Linked DNA regions of Oryctolagus cuniculus: regions 1 and 3 are each linked to region 2. A link is a contact called in public Hi-C data. All regions are on one chromosome and are shown on one strand. Each heading gives the region's core, a stretch centred on a gene start, on an enhancer-like site or on the middle of the called end of the contact. The rest is flanking DNA. Distances are from core to core; before and after follow the strand shown.

What was found. A called contact is a pair of places that touch in the nucleus more often than the background predicts.
Region 1: a Hi-C map of embryonic fibroblasts shows a contact between it and region 2, with 2.2 times the contacts expected there. The contact joins the enhancer-like site here to the promoter of IGF1 in region 2. A contact is called at or near these places in 3 of 6 Hi-C or Micro-C datasets (ear pinna, embryonic fibroblasts and an unstated tissue).
Region 3: a contact with region 2 is called in a Hi-C map of psoas muscle, with 2.6 times the contacts expected there. The contact joins the enhancer-like site here to the promoter of IGF1 in region 2. A contact is called at or near these places in 2 of 6 Hi-C or Micro-C datasets (psoas muscle and an unstated tissue).

Annotation. Positions count from the first base shown.
Region 1 is chr11:105,594,363-105,598,216 of mOryCun1.1, forward strand. No RefSeq gene overlaps it. Among named protein-coding and RNA genes, the nearest start is that of IGF1, 180 kb to the left of the region's middle. Within about 2 kb of position 1,984, at least 1 of the 8 cell types and tissues checked has an H3K27ac peak or open chromatin away from gene starts, as enhancers often do. A contact at or near this core is called in ear pinna, where this site is marked.
Region 2 is chr11:105,415,837-105,419,611 of mOryCun1.1, forward strand. IGF1 (insulin like growth factor 1) reads right to left here and starts at 1,696. Exons shown (of 5, transcript NM_001082026.1): 1 at 1,682-1,696. The coding sequence starts at 1,696.
Region 3 is chr11:105,206,606-105,210,494 of mOryCun1.1, forward strand. No RefSeq gene overlaps it. Among named protein-coding and RNA genes, the nearest start is that of PMCH, 44 kb to the left of the region's middle. Within about 2 kb of position 1,891, at least 1 of the 8 cell types and tissues checked has an H3K27ac peak or open chromatin away from gene starts, as enhancers often do.

The DNA.
Region 1 (3,854 bases), core at 734-3,233, 180 kb after region 2:
TTACAAAGACTCTAGAGCAAAATCCAAATCCTCCCAAATCAAGTCTGAGTTTTGCCAGGGATTAATTCCAAATTCATCTTGGTGCTACCCTCTGGTGGGTAAAACCAGATCGCAGAGATCTAACTTTTAATCCTGGAGAACATTCTGACAGAGTGAGTTTTTGTTTTATTTAGAAGAGGAATCATAAGATATTATTAAAACAACTTGAACATCTGGTTTGTGGATAAAGTCATTCTATTGTGCAACTGCCAAGCCACAGAGCCAAGCTTACCAAGAAAGCCTTTCTCTCTCCCAGCCTTCCGTAAAGCCTAATACCCAACTATAATAATCTGCACTCTCCAACATAAATGGAGAGTAAGGGGAACAGAGTGAGGTCTTTAAGATTCAAGGAAAATTCACCTGGAGGTTGGAAAATAAGAGCTGTAAGGAATAGCCAGACTCCCTTCCAAATCTCTTTTCTCAAGTTAATTGCCTCCTGTTCAAACTCTCGGTGAAAAGAAATTTTAAAAGAAGCAATATCCAAAAGAGGAGTTAATTGAATTCCAGGTTAATTATTCCTCCCACCATCATTACTTTCTCTCCCATCAAGTTAAAGCCTGATGTCAACCTTAGAGAAAATAAGAATGAGTTAACAGGGGCCTTGAGAAGACAAATGAAACAAGGCAATTCTCTCTAAGTGTGCCTGCTGCTAGTGCAGTTCTCGCCTATTGCTGCATTATTGCTGTAAACATGCCGTTAGATCCCACATTTATTCAAAAACTATTGTCAAGCACCAATCAGGTAACAGGCTCTTTAACAGTCACTGGACTCTATGATATGATGGTATTTATACTTAAAGGAGCCAAAATACAACCAAACAGACCTATACATAAAATGAATGCTAGTTGTGAATGAGTTATGAAAGAAATGAACAAGAGTCTGGGAATGTGGCTAACTTGTGCTCCCATTTCCTCCTACCATACTCATGCAAACTTGTTTGTTGATCATGGTGCACTTTTCCTTATTCCAGATAGTTGAAACATTAATCAACTCTACCTTCTGTCCTCAAACTTGGATTTTCAATGAAGGACACTAAAACCCCCAAACAGGACATCACAATTCCCTATCTGCTTGGTCAGAGTATCAGAGAGCTAGAAAACAGCCTGGAGATCTGTTTTGCTCAAGATCCTTATTTTGCAGTGACCCACAGCAGGGAAATAACTTGCTTCAGTCTCCCAGCATCACCAGTGGCAAAGCCCTGGCTGGAGCCCACGTCTCATGACTTCAATTCCAAACCTTTGCCTGTTGTCTTTAATGGGGAATAACATTTTCATCTTATCCTCCTCAACTGCTCTTCCATCCATTTCTTATGCTCTTATAACTTAAACAACCTAGATGAAGGGGAAAAGTAAAGAGATAAACATCAGGAGTGATATAATTTTTGTGCTTGGCAAGATATACCGATGAGCAATACATGTAGATGCTTCAACAGGGAAAATACATCAAACCTGGCACCTGAACAGGGGTTGATTTCTTTCTTTCTCAACAGTTTCAGAATTTCCAAAATATTGGCTATTCATCTTCATTTGGAGTCTTCAAGTCATCTTTTTAGGGGTGGAAGTTTGGGAAATAAGATAGGGAAATAAGGGATATAGCAAGGCAGGGGTCAGGAACTGCATATTTGCTTTTTATGTTTGAAATCTGCTATTACATTGACTACCCACCTAATACAAATGCTGAGAATGACCCAGTATGTGCCAAACGGATGATGCTATTTTTTGCATCCAACAGCGGTTTGCCAGAGGAAGTCAACTATAAACAGGTTTTTAGGCTGACGATCCAAGACTCCTCACAGGCTTGACTCAGCAGTTATTTTGTCCAAGGTACATAGAACAAGTTTGCTAAGTCTGGGTCATTCTGATAAATTCTTGAAAACAGGGACCCCAGACAGCAAGGGGAGAACATCAAAGGTCTCCTGGGGCTGTAAGCAAGAGCTGGCAACTGGCCGGTGTCCTCACTTCACTCCAACCACAAGGCCTGCAGCAAAAGGAAGCGCACCAGGAAGAAGTTCCCTCTGTGGCCTTTCTTAAGGCCATCTGCTTAGTTATGGCTTCCCTAAAGAATCAGAGCTTCTAGATTTGAAAGAAAGCTCAGAAAATCAGCTAGTTTAGCCTTCACAGAAGTAAATGAATATTGTCATTAACAAGAATGTGTTAACAGTCTTGTGTGAAAAGAAAATAATTGAGTGAGTAAAGTGACTCCCTCGCTCAGGTAAGAAACAGGCTAGAATATGACAGAAGTCCTTGAACTTTGGCACACACCAGAATCACCTGCAGAGCTTTTCTACAGTGATCCCCAGGCCATACTTCAAGAGCCTCTCATTCTCGTAGGTCTGAGACTGACTTCAGACTTTTCCTTTCTAATAAGTTCTCTGGTATTGTTAATTGTGTTAGCTCAGAAACCATACTTTGGAAACTTTTTTAACAGATAACAAAAATAATAAGATGGTGACTGCCCCAAATCACTCAATTCCTTCAGCCCCTGGAGGCTTCAGGGAAAGAATATTGGTGAGTAGAAATTTGCATAGTTAGATAGATGCTGTTGGTCTTTTCTTACATTTAAATGTCATATTTAAACTTGGTGGTAGTGCTGAGCTAGGTAAGGCCTATGCCATCTGGTTTGGGAAACAAAGATGAATTCCTGGGAGATTAACTTAAAAAAACGAACAGGAATTCATGAAGCCAGGAGCTATGTTCAAATGATGTGGCTGAGTGCTGGAAGGAGTGAGGAACTTTCTCAGATCTGGTGAATTGTGGTGGGAGTAGTTTAAACAGGAGAGGGAACCAGACTCAGGACTACTGTTGGCCATTACCTCCTTCATTCTGTCACTAAGCATATTATGGCTTGTAAACTATGAGGTGCCTTGTTTTGCCAATTACATTAACGTTTGGTAATATTTAGGAGATAGCATATTGTGGGAGAGAAAGCCCTGGATGAAGAGTTGGCAGAACCCAATCCTGGCTCCACCCTGGTAAGTTTTGTGATGCCAGGCAAATCACTATATTTCTCTGTAGCTGAGCTTTGTTTAATGCAAACTGAAAGGACGATGTTTTTCCTATAACTCTGCTGAACTCCTTGAGGGTTCAGAAGATCAGGTGTCCAAGTCTTTACAAAAAGACTATGTACTATAGACATGAAAGAAATTTTTCATTCATTCATTCACTCAATCAACAAAAATTTATTAGGACTCAGTCATGTGCTGGGCTTTGGGGATGAGATATTGAAGAATGAAATAAACAAGGTTCTTCTCTCTTTGGAGAAAGAGGAAATAACAGGATTTCTTTTCAATTTTAGTGTCACTTATACTGACTGATGCAACAAGAACATAAGCCTCAGCCATTCTAGCTCATTGCCCAAAAGACAGATAAAATTGGAATTTATCCCTTGTCCCTGAATCCCAATTCAGTCTCGCGCCCTATTGCTCTCACCCACCAGGGTCAGAAGCTGGTGGGCCAAACCTGAAGAACTTGTATGTTGGAATTCATCTCCACTTACTGCCCCCAAGCCCCACTCCAACCCCTAGCCCACCTAACATATAAAAAAGCCCAGCCTGGGGTCTAGGCCCTCTACCTTGTGTTTGGTCTGAGCGCATGCTGGCAGTGGTTAGCCTCTGTGAGATTGTTTTCTTTGAATGAGTTCGGTCTGGCTGTGAGTTCATATTCTGTCTCCCCTTTGTTCTACATACTTTTTCTTACACTGACTTTGTAACAGTTGAGAAAATTTTAATGGGACCGCAGCAGAGAGGTAAGATGAAGCATCCTCAAACAGCGCATGGAAATTATGCACGGGTTCCAGTTTTTCCCACCAAAACTAAG
Region 2 (3,775 bases), core at 446-2,945:
GCAGCCCTGCCAAAGTCAAGATTCCTGTGGCTCAAGTCTCCCCCTCACTCTAAGCAGTCAAAAAGAGCTAAGATGATCATTAAATTTTTCCATATTGCTACTTGTGACACAGGGATGTGCTTTTTTCCAGGAAGCTCCTAAGGTGAGCAACTTCGCCTTTCTCTCACCTTTCGCATCTACTTTCAGCAGCACAGGAAGAACCACAGACAGGAAGTGAGGTGAAGGACCCTATCCCAGGGGTCATGGACTTAGGCTGGAAGCCATAATTATTAAAGAGCCTTGTTTTGAACCTCTCCAGAGGGGCAGGTCCATTGAATCCCATCAGTTTTGGAGAAACAGGCTCAGTCATTGATTTTCTGGCCACCCGCCTTGTCCTCCATGAACTCCCAACTTAATGGCTCTGCATCAGTGGCAGTGTTTGCTCCATCATTTTAATTAAGATTTCCATTTTTGTGGCCAGACCTTCAGCCCAGCAACTGGGAAAAAAACCCAAACCCTGACTCTTGTTAACACAGTATAAATATTTAGTTAATGCTTGTAAAACAGTGGAAGATGAAAAGCACCCTCTATTTGCAAATCATCATAAATAATAGACATAAAATATAAGAGGAGGTAAAAGCTCATCTGGACATTGACTCCATTTTGACAACTCATTTTCTCAGCCTCAGCATGGAACCCTCCACTCCCACAAAGCCAAAGCTGCTGGGGCTGTGAGGAACAAGTCATCACCCAGTGCTCATTTGTCTTAGTTGTAAAAGAAGTAGTTGGGGGTTTCCCCTTCAGTCTTTGCAGAGGGAACCTCAGCCAACCCACCCCACTGTACTTCATGGCTCTTTTCAAAAGAGCAAAGCCGTGACTGACCTTACAGAGCGTGTCCCCACACCCTGGCAATGGGCCAGCTCCAGAACCTATGTGATTTCACCAGTCCTGCTTCTCCACCCCTCCCTTCCTGGAGGAGCTGATGATAATGCTGAGAGCTAAGCACCTGCAATGGTGGATGCCTTCAAGTTCTTTACTTTTTGTGCAATCCAGGGTGGGGGAGGGGCTGTCTCAGTTTATAGCCTTAGTGAATTCAGAACTTGATTAGGTGGCAAAACCCTATTTTTAACAGCTATTTCTGATAGAACACATTTAAGTCCAGCAATACTCCTATATCTCTAGCATTTACAAATTTAAGCTTTCTAGATAGATTTTCCCCCCTCTTTTTCTGAGTTCTATTGTCAGATAAATATCAGTACTTATAGTTCTTGCCCAAGATAGAACCTCCTGTGCATTTCCTTTTGGTTCAGGGAACAGTCCAGTCCACCCCCAGAGAACCAGAGGATTTATCACATCATGTTCCCACCAAAGAAAACAATAACGAACTTGCTTAAGAGTTAAAAGTTTGAAATAAGTGTCCCCATATGCTCCTCATTCCCCTGGCCTTTTATTTTGCCAAATACAAAAGCCTTGGCGATAGAGAAAAACAGAAGATGTGATAGAGGGGGAAAAGGAAGAACCAGAAAGAGAAGAGAAAAAAAAAAGCAATATAGTTCCTCAAAAATCAGTCACCAATCCAGATTTTTTAAGAGTTCTCTCTTTCTAGCTCAGAGAGATGGCATATCAGTCGAGCCCAGATGTCTACACTGCACCAAAAATGCCCAGTAAAATTTGAGGGCAATAGTCATAAGAAAATACTCACTGTAGGTGTAATCATTTTTGTTTGTTCCAGGTCTTTTACAGCAGGTTAGGGTGGGTATTATGAGGCTGATGTGCATAGAAAACGAAGGACTTAAAAGCATGTGCTGCCTTGGGGGTGGGGTTTGTGAAAGCTTCTAGTTACATTTGGACACCCAGGCAGGTATGCTGTGAGCCTGAGTAAACTGCTTTTTGTCAATTCAAACAATGAACAAATTGCACAGCTGGCATCTGAGTCCATCCTCCCTCCCCCCACCCCCCCAGTCAAACCACTCATTTCCACCGTGTGTCTCCTGCAGCTGGCCGGGAAGAGTGGCCCGAGCCCCAGCCTGCTCCTCTCCTCCCTTGCCCAGGCTCACCAACTTGGAAATACCTTGCCACTGGGCGTACAATCAGCATCTGGTTTCCTGGGGGGTCTGTCTCTAGACAGGACACTTACGCTGTTTGAATTATGTTTGAACCAGCACACAGTTCCCTCGAGCCACTTCCTGCTGTAAGTACAGCTGCCAACTCCACTTCTGAAACGCTTAGCGTACACGGCATGAAAAGTTCACTTGGAGACAATTTCCCCAACTTGTACTGAATGCAGACAGAACCCTCCACAGCCTGGCTGCTGCTCACCTAAGCAGGCAGACAAAACCCCCAGCTGCCTGACCCCCGAGGTGATATATGCACTGCCTGCCTTTCTTTCAAAGCAAGTTGGCCAGAGCGTGTGTTGGCATCTCAAGGACAGCAGAATCAGGTGCCTGACAAGGCTGTATCCTCAACTCCCAAGCCACTTCCTCTGCTAAGAAAGATCCGAGTGATGAAGTACTGAAAGCAGCGAATGAATGCTGCACTAAGTGGCTGGGACGGTTTATGAACTGAGCCCTCAGGCAATTGCTTCGGAGGAGCCAGTGACAGCGGCTTAAAAGTGCTTGCAAATTGAAAAAACACAAGTCGTAAAGGATATAATTTTGCTGAGAATGGAAACTTGAACCAGGGCCAGTGATCAAAAACGAGAAGTTGGTGCATTGACAACGGCAGCCAAATTTACCTAAAGAGACTTTGCAACAGGGCAGATAAAATCAGACATTTACAACACAAAATCCCAAGTCCAAACTTTGCCCAGAAAAAGTCCTCTCCGGGAGAGAAAACACTGGACAAGCAGCTGCTACAAAGTGTCTGCTTCCCGTATACAGTATGCATTTGTTTAGATTGTACGAATATGCAAGGTCAGCAAGAGTTGTCAAGGACTTCTTTTTCATAAGAGCAAATTAAACTTTGCTCTAACTTTGTCTCTCTGGGCAGTAAGTGCAGGGAGTTCCGGAACCTTAGATCTAAAGATCATATTTAAAAGCTTTAATACCATCTGAAATGGAACTCTTTACATGAGGCATGTCTTGTAAAATAAAGTCCTGACAAGCACACACACACACACACACACACACACACACATACAGCGGTCTTAAAAATAAAACATCTGCACCTGCAAAAGAAAGAAAAGATCCCAAAGTTCATATCCACGCTCTGTAGCCCTTAGCCATAGACAGGATTTAAAGGAATCTTCTATAATGACACCACCGAAGCCCTGCAGAAGTGGAGGATTTAGCATAAGTACCTTGCAATAGTTTCTACTCATAAAGATATCTATGCGAATGCATCCATCTCCCGGAGCTATTTTTTCAGATCCCACAGAACTGCATATTCAGCAATTTATAAATAACTCCCAGTTCCGAAACAATGAAAAATGTAAAGTGAATATCAGTTCTAGGCAGAAGAAAAACAGTACACAATTTAAGTAAAATTCCCCCAATGACTTCAAAGAGAAAAAAAAAATATTTACCTTCAAGAAATCACAAAAGCAGCACTTAAATAATTGGGTTGGAAGACTGCTGATTTTTCCCATTGCTTCTGAAGTACACAGTCTGGAAATGAATTGGTTAGCAGGAATAATGAGGCAAAAAGAGATCCAGAGAGATGGGAGATGTTGAGAGCAATGTCACATTTCAATTTTGAGGACTTTATTCCATTGCGCAGGCTCTATCTGCTCTGAATTTAGCAGTGACAGTGAGATTTAGCAAACAGAAGAGGGATTTAGAGAAAATCCTCACATTTA
Region 3 (3,889 bases), core at 641-3,140, 210 kb before region 2:
ACCCGAAATCTCGCCTCAGCTAGGAACCAACAACTAGAACCCAGCTCTTTTCACTCTTTGTAAAGTGATGTTTCTAACCTCATCCTATAACTTTGTATTTTTAGTCTCTTGGATGCCTTGAAACCATGTCTGTAAGATGGACTTGAGTGGTTTATGGTTAGATTTAATTTACAAGGTTTCCATCTATTTTCTCATGGAATGTAAAGCTCTAACTGAACTTTTGTAATTTTTTTTAACTTTTATTTAATGAATATAGATTTCCAAAGTACAGCTTATGGATTACATTGGCTCCCCCCCCCCATGACTTCCCTCCCACCTGCAACCCTCCCCTTTCCCGCTCTCTCTCCCCTTCCATTCTTATCAAGATTTATTTTAAATTTTCTTTATATACAGATCAGTTTAGTATACATTAAGTAAAGATTTCAACAGTTTGCACCCACATAGAAACACAAAGTGAAAAATACTGTTTGAGTACTAGTTATAGCATTAAATCACAATGTACAGCACATTAAGGACAGAGATCCTACATGAGGAGTAAGTGCAGTGACTCCTGTTGTTGACTTTACAAATTGACACTCCTGTTTATGGCATCAGTAATCTCCCTATGCTCCAGTCGTGAGTTTCCAAGGCTATGGAAGCTTTTTGAGGTCACCGACTCTTATCTTATTTAGACAAGGTCATAGTCAAAGTGGAAGCTCTCTCCTCCCTTCAGAGAAAGGTACCTCCTTCTTTGATGACCTGTTCTTTCCACTGGGATTGGGATCTCACTCACAGAGATCTTTCATTTAGTCCCCCCCCCCGCCGAGTGTCTTGGCTTTCCATGCCTGAAATACTCTCATGGGCTTTTCAGCCGGATCCTCATGCCTTAAGAGCTGATTCTGAGGCCAGAGTGCTGTTTAGGACATCTGCCATTCTATGAGTCTGCTGTGTATCTCGCTTCCCATGTTGGATCACTCTCCCCTTTATTTATTCTATCGGTTAGTATTAGCAGGCACTAGACTTGTTTATGTGCTCCCTTTGACTCTTAGTCCTTTTCTAACTGAACATTAATGCTTCTAGTTCATCTTCCCTGCTTCTTCCTTTGGTCTCTGTGGCCCCTACAGGCCTAGTGCCTTGCATTCCTGGATCATCTTTCTTAGACAAAACTGTCATAGATTCTATCGGTCAGCCAGTGACTTTCTCTTTTTAAAAAGATTTGAAAAGCAGAGTTACAGAAAGAGAAGGAAAAAACAGATCTCTTATCTGCTGGTTCACTCCCCAAACGGCTACTACAGCCAGGAAAGGGCCAAGCCAAAGCCAAGAGCTTCATCCGGGTCTCCCATGTGGGTGGCAGGGGCCCAAGCACTTAAACCTAGGAAAGCAGTGGAAGAGGGCTCATCAGCAGGGTGCTGGATTAGAAGTGGAGGAAGCCGGGACTGGAATCGGTGCCCATGCAAGATGCTGGCATTGCAGGCTGCAGCTTAAACCACTATGCCACAACACTGGCCCCTCTTCTCTTTTTGGTCACTTGTTTTGGGTAGAGACACAACTGTCCTTGCTTTTGCTTCAAGTGCTTCTAGAAAGAAGAGATTTAAACCAGACAGGCCGTTCAAGTTCCCCATAAAAACCAGGATTTCTCAGTGCAGGAATCATGTTTTTTACTTGGCTAAAACTTGCAGCTTGTTCAATAAATTCTTAAACTTCTCGTCTGGCCCTTTTTGAATTTTTTTTAGAGATTCTGCACTAGGCTTTCACTCTAAGTTCAGCTTGAACAAAGCCCACATTACCTTCTACAGACATAAAGTCCTTACTTTCTCAAAGTAACCCAAATGAAAACTTTCAGTCCCATTCTACTCCCAGCCACCAACAGCTTGCAGAGCTTCTCACCTGGCTGACCTGGGAGTCCCAGGAGCACTCTGCTCTGGCCTGGCCCAGATCGTGGCTCTTTGTTCACAGCCCATCATATCTTCCGAGTTAGAATAAACTGCTTGTTTTAAGTATAGTCAGATCTTTGACACAGAATTCATAGTTTTGGAATAGGATCTTTGTTTTCCAAGGATCCAGGGTCCAAATGAACCAAACTTGAATTTGTCAAGAACACCACATCAGGGGTAGATGCCAGGGAGGCCCACTCTGCAAATATATTTGGCAATTAACAGAGCAAAAGTGAGCTTTCTGTATTTGGTGGTAGTGACTGTTGCTTGAGAATCTCTTACATTGGCTTTTGCCTTTGGCCTCCCTCCCTCCCTCCCTCCCTCTCTCTCTCTCTCTCTCTCTGTGTGTATTATGAGGCATGTTAAGCAAGTATCATTTTGTGTCATGTAATTACAGAACACTTTCATGTTTACCTTGCATATTCACTTTAGCTACAGAATCTGTTTTACAATTGGGATTGCTGCTGTGACCGGCTGTAGCACTGCCTTTAGTTCAGGCACAAGCCTCTGAAACCTTAATCACAAACAGATGGTGCTCTGAATCAAGAATTCCCCTCTCAGGCTACTCAGCCCTAGCAATGAGCTGCCGAACTTGGATCCTACAGGCTTCTTGAAAAACTCCACGGGCTGCCTTACTAGCACACTGGTAACATGCAGAAGATTGATATTTTCCAGGCTCAAGCAGGACTTTGAAATAATACCTAGCAGTTGTAGAGAGCTATTTATTTTCCCCTCCTCCCACAAGTGTTTTCACATACATGATCTCATTTTATCCTTCAAATAGTCCTTGGAGTTAAGTAGAGCAAGTGGCGTTTTCCCGAAGGAACGTGAAGTCCTGAGATGTTAAGTAACTTGCTCAAGGTCACACAATTAGCCTTGACTCCTAGTCTGCTATTCTTTCCACTAAGGTGACACCAGTATTTATTTTGTCTTATGTCAAAAGGCGTCTAAAGTCTTTTCAGGTGTTACATGAATCCAGGCTGTCATTCCGATAGCTTAGATTTAAGTTAAATTTGTAACATCTTTGTGTTTTGTTTTTGTTTCCTAGGAATGAAATTATACATCCAAGGCAGTGGTTTTGGGGGCCTGAAAATTACTTGGGGAGCTTATTTGGTAGATCCTGGCTCAGTAGATCAAAGATGCAGCCCCAGATTCAGCAATAAAACAGAACGAAAACAAAACCATCCACGTGATTCTGAATCAGGAGGTCTGTGTAAACAGTATTCTAAAGAGCTAACCAAGCAAGGCACTTAAGATGTCTGAACTTTTGTTTCTGTATTCAAAAAACAAGGACAGGCAAGACTAGAATCAATTTCTAAATTTTCTCCAGAAATTGACATGGATTCCGATCATCTAAATTTGACAGCTCATCAAGATTTGTTTTGGAAGAAACAGTATTTGTCTCAGAAAATATCTTGGAGGTGGAAAAGACAACCTCAAGTGTTGGGGTATTCTGGAGAGAGGGGCAATGAGAACAGAGGGGAATTTACAAGAAGGTATGAAGTTGGGGGCTGGATAGGATTCCTTTATTGACCCTTAACCTAAGTGATGCCATCAAGGACATTGGGTAAGCAGGGGTAACTTGAATGCAGATGTAAGAACTTTGCTCTGTGACCTTGCTCCCCCATGTTCAGCACAATCTATTTTGCATAACTGGAGGCTTTTCTATAGGAAGTACTGAAGGGCAGGGTTTTACTTCTGGACTGATAATGTAGAACAAAGCAGAAATGACCATAAGATCCTGTCGTGGGAGTTTGCAGAAGTCCAGGGGAAAGCTTTGGGTTTCTGCAGGCTAGAATTGAAGGCATAAGCCCACTTCACCTAGATCCACGGGACAGATGTGATCAGAGGACTTCTAGGTAAATACATGATAGTGAGCGTGAAGATAGCATAGACACTATTCTTGAAATACTCCTGTGGCTTTGGAAGAACTAGGTATCACAATAAAGGTGCTCTCCGGGAAGTGAAGACAAACA